Linked DNA regions of Mus musculus: region 2 is linked to region 1. The links are chromatin contacts, called in public promoter capture Hi-C maps. All regions are on one chromosome and are shown on one strand. The core of a region is the stretch at or near the end of the contact, and the rest is flanking DNA. Distances in the headings are between cores, read along the strand shown. Region 1 holds the start of Cdrt4os2 (a long non-coding RNA gene). Region 2 holds the start of Tekt3 (tektin 3).

The links. Capture Hi-C pulls out chosen DNA fragments and counts their contacts.
Region 2: a promoter capture Hi-C map of adipose tissue shows a contact between it and region 1. The contact joins the promoter of Tekt3 here to the promoter of Cdrt4os2 in region 1. A contact is called at or near these places in 5 of 39 promoter capture datasets (liver, macrophages, maxillary cranial neural crest and 1 more), 1 of 484 Hi-C or Micro-C datasets (muscle stem cells), 2 of 115 datasets of contacts at active chromatin or transcription factors (embryonic stem cells and intestinal villus epithelium) and 4 of 9 other capture datasets (adipose tissue, liver, macrophages and 1 more).

The regions. Positions count from the first base shown.
Region 1 is chr11:62,948,996-62,953,587 of GRCm38.p6, reverse strand. It overlaps Cdrt4os2 (a long non-coding RNA gene), which reads left to right and starts at 2,209. Exons shown (of 2, transcript XR_388729.3): 1 at 2,209-2,833; 2 at 2,995-4,592. It overlaps Cdrt4 (CMT1A duplicated region transcript 4), which reads right to left and starts at 2,395. Exons shown (of 2, transcript NM_025496.1): 1 at 2,207-2,395. The coding sequence starts at 2,294.
Region 2 is chr11:63,058,935-63,063,526 of GRCm38.p6, reverse strand. It overlaps Tekt3 (tektin 3), which reads right to left and starts at 1,868. Exons shown (of 8, transcript NM_027660.1): 1 at 1,750-1,868.

The DNA.
Region 1 (4,592 bases), core at 960-3,459:
CAGTGGGAGAGCACTTGTCTAACATGTGGTCTCCAGAACTATTTTAAAAGTGTAGATGGGCATACACAGGCAAACCATCATACACACCCAACATCCTGATACACACAAACATGAACACACACCTAGAAACACACAACATATACACAGATACAGAAACGGAAATACCTACGGACAGACCCCAACACACACCAAACACATATACACAGAGACAGGTAGAGAACTCCCATATTCAGACACACACTGGAATACACACATACACACACACCACACCACACCACACACACTAATCCATTTGCTAGGAGAAGATAAGGTGGGAATTTTAAGGCCATTCACTATGACCACAAGCCCAGATGCTCACAGCACAGAAGGAAATGAAGATCTCAGGTCTGCACGTGGGAGGGAAGGTGTCATGGGACCTGCAGATTATTCTGTATTTCAGAAGAGAGGCCTCTTCCTGCCCAGCGCAGGTCCTAGGACAGGAGGCTTAGCACTCACCAAAGGGCAGGCACTTGGATGATGCCCCAGCTTTATATCTTCAAGCAGGAAGAAAGAAGGGATACCCCAGGGCCTGTCTACCCCAACCCAGTTGGAAGCATCTCCCAGACAAGCTGCAGCATCTGAATTTGAACCCAGAGCTCTGACTTCCCAGGCTCTTGGCCAGCAACACTTCCCAGTCTTCTCACACTCACGCTCAGCTTAAGTGCACACAAACAGAAGCTGTCAACCTGGAGATGTGTCTTTGGGGGACCCTGAGGTTCTGGACCCACATAAACATGCCCTCAAGTAGGGTACAAGACTCTGTCTTAACCTAACCCAAGTGTGGGTCTCCTTATGTGTAGAGATGGGAGTCTTTTCTCCCTCATCTTTCCCTATCCTGATCTACATATTAAGGTGCCTTGTCAATCATAAGGTTTCTCACTATTAGAAAACAGTATTTAGTGTTTTTTGATCCTTTCTCTAAATAATTCCTAAATAATCAACCTGGGTATTAATTAATCCTTTGAAGAAACTCTCTTGGATGTGTAGCTGGCTCTTGGTTTTGTTTTGTTTTGTTTTGTTTTGTTTTTCCTTTAGATTCATTATCTTTGGGGATGGGGATAGAGGATTAGGAAGTATTCCCTTCTATGTAGCTCAGGCTTGCCTCAAACTCTAACTACATAGCTCTGGTTGGTGAACACACTGTGTTGCCAAGGCAAGCCTCAAATTCATGGCAATCCTCCTGTCTCTGCCTCCAGAGTATTGGGCATACAGATGTATAGCACCATGTCTAACCTTATAGATACTTAGTAATAAAGACATGAGCTAGGCCTGATTGGACATTTTGGAGGTTCTCCATTTTGTTAAGACTTAGTTATGCATCTGTGGGATATCTTAGTATATGCCCTTCCAAAGAACAATAAAATATAATGAGGTATCAATATAAATATAAATGTACAGATATAAATATAGATGTGTATGTGTATGAAAGCACTATTATAAACCCATTTCTTTGTATAATAGTAAAAACTTTAAAATGAGTAGAAAATATATTTTTTAAATGATAAAAGCCCTTACCTCCAGCCTCCATGGAATACATACATACATAGATGCTTTTGTGTGGTTTGGTATGTACTTATATTTACATGACATTGTTAACCCTGACTATATAGGACAGTCATTTGGACATTTTGTTTTTGTGACAAAGTCTGTTGTATAGCCCTGACTGGCCTAGATTTCCCTATATAGATCAAACTGACTTCAAACTGAGAGATCGGCTGTGTCTGACTCCAAGTGCAGGATCAAAGGTGTGTACCACCACACTTGGCTCTCATTTGGCCATCGTTATAAACTGTAAGCCTCAGGCTGGAGAGATGGCTCAGTGATTAAGGGCACTAGCTGTTCTTTCAGAGGACCCGGGTTCGATTCTCAGCATCCCTGAAGCAGTTTACAACTGTCTATAACTCTAGTTCCAGGGGATCTGACATCCTCACATGTACATACAGGCAAAACACCCAGGGGTAGACCTTAAACATTAGTGTGTGTTGGATAGTCTCAGGTGACAGGTGATGTGAACTGTGATCTTGAACTCCTTTAACCAAGTGGAAGAACTGTCCTGAAAAGGGCATGACCCATAGAGTTTGGGTGTGTACCTTTGACTTCCTGACTAGCCTTCCCTCTTTGTCAACACAAGTGTCTGACTTGGAAGGAGGGGACCCATCAATGGTACCTGAATAATTCCTGGGGTTCCACGTCTTTTTCTGGACCTCTTGGCTACTTTCTAGCCCAGAGAGGCTGCTTTCTGGCCTAGAGATCATTTTTGGTATCCTGCAGCCCCCTGAACTCTAGGTCCCAGATCCCTTGTTGTCCTCTGTCTGTTGCAGTCAGCCATGGTCTTGCTGCTCCCCTGAGGTGGTTCAGTAGCCAGGCATCTGTCACGGTGAGTAGAGGCATTGTGACATCAGCAGTTGTCAGGTTTCCCTGCCCTGAATCTTCTCCTCAGGGAGCTCACTGGCCGAAGACATAGTCATTAAAGGTGAATGTTAGGGCAACCCATCCTTGACCTAGACAGAGAGTCCAAGACCAGGCACTCTGCATAAATGACCTCATTCGGGGTGTTCAGACTCAGAGAATGAAGAAGATACCGGCTTGAATCTCACTTCCAACAAAATTACTCTGAACCAGACCTGACCAGTTCTGAAGACAAGTGAGTCCAGGAGTTCAAATCCTTTGTGCCAAGATCAACTAGAAAGCCAATAATGGTGCATATGACTAGGTCCTCTCCCCAGCCACACCCTACATGATAGTCTGGCTCCAAGACCTGCAGTGGAAACAAAGAATTGGTTGCATTAACAAGGTACTTTGGGAGAAATTGGAGAGAGAATTTTTATCTTCAAAGACATTGGACGGCACTTAGGAGACAGACTGGAGAGCTCTGCTTTTAATCCTCTAACCCTAGTCACAATTTTATGTCAAATGTTTCTTGATGGGACCATGTTTCTTTTCCTCTGCTCTCAGGCTTACCCTCAACTTGTCCAGAAGGGATCTGAAGCTGCACTTCTGAGACTCAAACAAGCACGTGATCTGTCTGCAAAGCAAGTACCTGGCCTTCCTCAGAACCATCACCATTTTCTAATGCTGGCTTCTCCAACTCAAAGCCCAGGCAGAGCTCTTATGATTATTCTGTTTACCTGCTGGGATTCTTGCCTCCCTCTAGATTCTAGTCCCTCCTCAGTGGTGGTGCCTTCTCTTTCATCAGCTTTTGCCTGAATCAGCTACACCACAGATTCACCGAGCTCCTTCTTTCCAGCCTCGAGTGTCTTCACTCAGTGTTTCTAACAGGCTCCTCCCTTTTCGCATTGAGGAAGTACGAATCCTGTGAGAAGGTGTATGTGAAGAGGTGCAGGGAGGCTCAGATTTTGGGTAGGGCGGGATTTGTGTTGAGCCAGCCAGGCTGGGGAAGTTGGTGGGCATCCCTGTGTCTAGCACAGATCTGGTTGGAAGTACAACAGATGGGGAGGTAACTGTCATAGGATTCCCCAAAACTTCCAAACTCCCTATCCATAAGCCTCCTGTAGAGTAAAGGACGCTCAGTTGCTTGTATAGTATAGATAGTATAGTATAGTATAGTATAGTATAGTATAGTATAGTATAGATACTGATCATGTGAGATGGCACAGGACCTAGGACAGACAGACCACTGGAGAGGCTAGAGAGATGCCTGCCCATGCACAAAGTACTTTAGGAGGCCATGACACTCAGCTGGTCCATGTCTATGTCACTCCTGGCCAGACTCCAAACCAAGAAAAGAAAATCTGTAGCCTGAGTTGTTTGCCTCCCACAGGGCTTGCCTGGCCTTTGGCTGCTGGCTGCAGGGAGATGCATTTTTCCTTCCTCTGTGGGCAGCAAATTCCCCACAAGTCAGATGCTGTGTATGTGGCCTCACCACATGCTTCTACTGAGGCTTTTGGGTGCCTCCTTTCTTTTATAAGAGTTGCCTATAATGGTGTCTCTTCACAGCAATAGAAGAGTGACTAAGACAGGTGGACCATCCTTAACCCGAAGTTTGAAATGCTCCCAAACTTGAAACTTCTTGAGAGAAGACATGTTACAAGGAGAGAACTTGACTCATGACTTCATGTGAAAAGTTAAAATGCAGTCAAAATGCAGATATACAGAATTATCTTTAGGCTGTCCTCATACAATGTATATGGACAGTCATACTTTGTGCTTAGACTCATTCCCAAGACCTCATGATGCATGCAAATACTTCCAAGTCAGAAATCCCAAATCCCAAACCCTCCTTGTTCCCAAGCACTTAGGATCTGCAGTGTTCAGCCAGCTTAGCACTGCTCTTTTCTACAGTTAGTGATACAGTTAAACTTGCAAGTTGGGCACCATAGGAGACTAACCGCTCTCATACTGTCAGGCTGTCTTCATAAAGTACTGTTACTTGTGAATATTTGTCCATGGGTCACTTACTCATTATCCAACAAACAATTCCTACTTAAGTAGGAATTGAGTATATTCATTATCTACTCAAAAACACTTTAAAATTGATCACAAGAGGCTTTATTTAGCACTTTTAAACTTAACACAATCAAACTCTCATATGA
Region 2 (4,592 bases), core at 619-3,118, 110 kb before region 1:
CAGATAGAAGTAGGCATGGGGATCATGCCCTAGACCAGACCATGGCTTTTTGCTTTTTAAATGACATTCGGATACAGATGTGACGTGCATGCTTTTAATTCCAGTACTTAGAAGGCTGAGGCAGGTGGATTCCTATGAGTTTTGAGACCAGCCTGGTATACATAGCAAGTTTCAGGCCAGCCAGGGTTCCAATAAGTAAACATAAATAAATACATTATATTTTGTTACTAACAATAGAAAGGAGATGTGCTACAAAGTCAAACAGTGTTGGGCTTTATTCATTTAATGTGTGATCAACAGGTATTAACATACCGAAAGTGCTATAGTACTCGACTATAAATATTGATTTGCTAAAGATACAATGGACCCCACCAAGAATACAAATACTGGAAAGATCCATTTACAATTCAGAAGATGAGCTTGACTTGAATGGATGTATTTTCTCGGCATATTTTAGTCAAGACTTTAGGATCATAAATATTTAAAAGAGCAAAAACCTTTACAGAACATCCCCAGAAGACACAAGTCCAGAAACTGCATTACCTCGCTCCACGCCCTGCCTCAGATCAGTGGCAGGCACAGGCTTGACGGCTTCATAGACAGACCCACAGGACTAGAACCAGGTCCACTGGTTCCAGTAGCTAACCCAGGGTCAGATGGGACCAGAGATACATGTTAATAAATACCACACTTAGCTAGAGCTTCTCTTCATATCATATAAACATTTTGTCTTTTAAACAAACACCAAAATTAGAAGCCATGACTTGAATTTCAACATGAAACACTTCAGCTTTAAGGTTAAATAAGAACATGGAGAGACTTAATTATCTTTAAACAAACAAACAAATGCAAATGAATTCTTCCCCAGGGCAAGGGAAAGAAAACCCCTAGCTACTTTTACTGTCATACCTGTCTGCCCAGAGACACCCATATACAGAAACAATTAGAATGCCCAAGAATTACTCTCCAGTAGTTTTAAGGGAGCAAACTAAAAGAGCAGCTGTATAGGTGATGTAAGGTATATTCATAACACATTTGATGCAGATTGTCTGTTACATATCATTGCATACACTTAAAGCAGTACCTGTGTTGGCATCTGGATTAGATATATCATGATAAAAGTGTAGAATATGCAGAATATAAGGATATACTAAATTCTGGTAGGTGAGCACCCTGGGAAAAGAGGGCCACAAAGCAGGTCACGGTTGTCCTTGTAACCGTTTAAGGGGTGGACAGGGTGACTTGGCATACAGATGTTATTCACTGAATTATTGTGCGAAATATTTTGTTTATAAAAGGAATAGAATATTTTATTAGATTCATCAAATATTTTTACCTATCCATAACACAGCTTCCTTTCTTAATAACCAAGCAAAGAGTGTTTCTCCTTTCTCAAGTATTTGCTTATTACAACACTGTAAGTACCAGGGCAGTATTGAGAGACTTGGTTTTAACCGCCAAAAAAAAAAAAAAAGTCTCCAGAGACAGGGAGTACCAGAGGACACTAGCCTTGGTTTGAATTTCAGAAACAAGTCCTCCCCTAAGCTACCTGGAAGCCTAGGCTGAGAAAGCAGCCTTAGAGGAGGGATTGGGTTTCAGACACAAGCTATACTCTGAAAAAGCAGGTGAGAAACAGGATGGATGCCCCTTCCGTGGACCACAGGATGGGACAGCAGACCCGGGCTGCCTGGGGACCGAGGGTGAGACATCCCGCAGCCCTGGGGGCCAGGACTTTCCTAGATCACTCACCTGTGCTCGCTGTGGACCCTCAGCGGCCCTAGAGGCTGGCTCGCCCAGCCCCACTTGACATCAAACCTTGGACCACTCAACCGCAGCCAGGGTCCCTAGTAGGAAGCGGATTGGGTACCAGCAGGGAAGCCCTGCCCTAGGCGGTTGCTATGGACGCTCACGAGCGTAGTAACCGTGCAAGGATAGCGGGTGTTGGGAGACTAGAGCGTCCAGGAGGCACTGGAACTCCCTATCCATTCCAAGGCGCACCAGCTACCTTTGGGATCTTCCCTCTTTTAAGTTTTCAGTAAACACAAATAATATTTCTGTCGACACCGCCACATGTTTTACTTACAAGTCCATCACTGTCACATCCTTCCAAGACCTAATAAAATTTCTTTTACCAGGTGAGGGGGTTGGGGCAGTCATTGGCCTAGCCACACCCAGTGGTAGAGCATCCCTAAAATGCAGACCTAGAGGATTTAATACTCCTTGAGGTGGCATCCTAGCTGTGCCAGCCCTAACAATTCACACTGGTAACTGTTAAGAGGAAAGACACCCCCCCCCCCCCCAGTTAATCACTCTTGGTGTTCCTTGTGTGCCATTCCCAGGATGAGGCAGCTCCCAGGGGATCTTAACATGTGACAATAGGCATGCAGAGGGGAGTGGGTCGTCAGTTTTACCCATTTAGAAACTTGGTTATTGCAGAGGCTGGTGCCAACTGAAGTCATAAGAAGGTGAACAGGGACGGCTAGAGTGGTACCAGCAGGGTGCACATTAAGTGACTTTGGCTTTCTGACAATGAGCACAGAATGCTTGTCTCAAGAAGCCGGGGGTGGGTAACTACAGAGACCACCTGACGGTCCCATGCTTAGTCTGGATGCATGACTGGGTAAGCTACACAGAGGCTGTCATATCCCACGCAGGACTGCGTTGCTAGCCTTCTCTTTTTCCTGTTCTCCCTCCTGACAGCAACTCCTGATCCTGATTCGAGATGCCTTTCCAAGCAACCATCTCCCTCTCAAGTGTAGTAAACTTCTTTTTCTTGATTCTCGGGACTCAGGATGGGCTTCAGTGATGCCCCCAAGCTGCTGCCAACATGATATGTTACCTCTTGGGGCCTGAGAGTTGGAAATTTCTGAACCAAATTTAACGGAGATCTAGTGAAGATGGAGTCATCTTTCATGCTCTGTATTGTACCATCTTCAATATGATGTGGACTGAGCATTGGTCATCCAGTGTTTGATTTAGAAACAGGGGAAATCACAGCACAACCTGGTCTTTGAAGCAATGCATGAACATACAAGTGTTATAAACTTCCTGGTTAAATTGGGTTAAATTGATCAACTCTATTTACGGGGGGTAGGGGGGAAGCAATCAATTTAAAAACAAAACAAAACAAACAAAAACATATGTTAGATACCCTTGTATGATTGCCAAGTGTTTGCCAGAATTAAAAGGTAATTATCATCCTTGCACCTTATCGTGCTTGCCACAAAGTAGTTAAGCAACCAACATTTGTGGTTTGCATGCACACATGTGCTGCTTAGCAGAGGAGGATACTTACCAGAGGTTTGGACATAGAGAGGCAATGGAGCTGACTGAGACAACTTTGCCTAAAGAGAAGGCTGCTTGAGGCCAACTCTATAACTTCCTTCCTCTGTCCTACTGTCACCAGACTTCCTTTCTAGTCACTCTGGGGTTTTCTATCACTCAATCATCAGCCACCATCAGCCTTTATCCAGAAGCCACCAGCCCTGTGCCAACTGTACTTCCTCATCAGAAACCAGGTGCAGCTTTGTCTACCAAGAGCCAGGACTCTGTCCACCGGGTCCATCTCAGGGGCTCACTCATGCTCCTTCTTGTTTTCCCAAACAGAGGTTGCTATCTGTGGGCATATGTTGCTCTCTCACTTGGCTACTCTTCAAAAATCTCTACTTAGCTCTGTGCACCTTGCTACATCCTCTCCTAAAACTCCTGTTACACATTGGACGCTCTGTGAGAACAGAATTTAGCTGCCAACTACAGACAAACCAACAAAGTTGGCTCCAAACTTTAGCATGTCCATTTCCCTTGTCCATGATCTTTCCTTAGGAAAAGATTTTCTCACTAACATTTACTTGGAAGCACAGTGCATCCCATGGTCTAGATGCCTGAAGTAGCCCCTCCACCATCTCACCACCCCCTCTTCTCTGTGCCTAGGGACCTCCCACTGTTAGCTTATTCCTATTAAATATGCTTATTCATCTGCTTCTTCAAGTATTGACCTTCCCTTCCCTTCCCTTCCCTTCCCTTCCCTTCCCTTCCCTTCCCTTCCCTTCCCTTCCCTTCCCTTCCCTTCCCTTCCCTTCCCTTCCCTTCCCTCTCCTCCTCTCTCCTCTCCTTCACTTCTCCCCGTCTCCTCCCATCTCCTCTCTTCTTCTCCCCTCTGCTTCCCTTCCCTCTCCTTCCCCATCTAAATAAATGGCATCTGGTTCAGATCCCCTCCCGCATGGATTTCTACCTAATATCATGAGACCCCATCTAACTGAGGTGTGTTGCTAGCTCCTGTATCTAAGTCTCTGACATAGGGTCTCATCTAGCACAGCGCTCTGTAAAGGACAGTCTTGTGCCACTGCCATCCTGCAAAATGGCTTCCACAGACTGTAAGCTCCCTGACCAGATGAACTATATCCATGCACCATCTCCTTCCATGTGTCAAGGACCTCATTTTCAGAGCAAAACAGAGAAGCTCTTCTTTTGTCTTCTGCTTTGTTGTTCTCAGCTGAGATAAAGTCACAGACTAGGCATGCCCACCCAGACAGCTACTGTTTATTAAAGGCTCACTAATGTGTTTTAGGACCTGGAGAGAGAACAGCAAATGG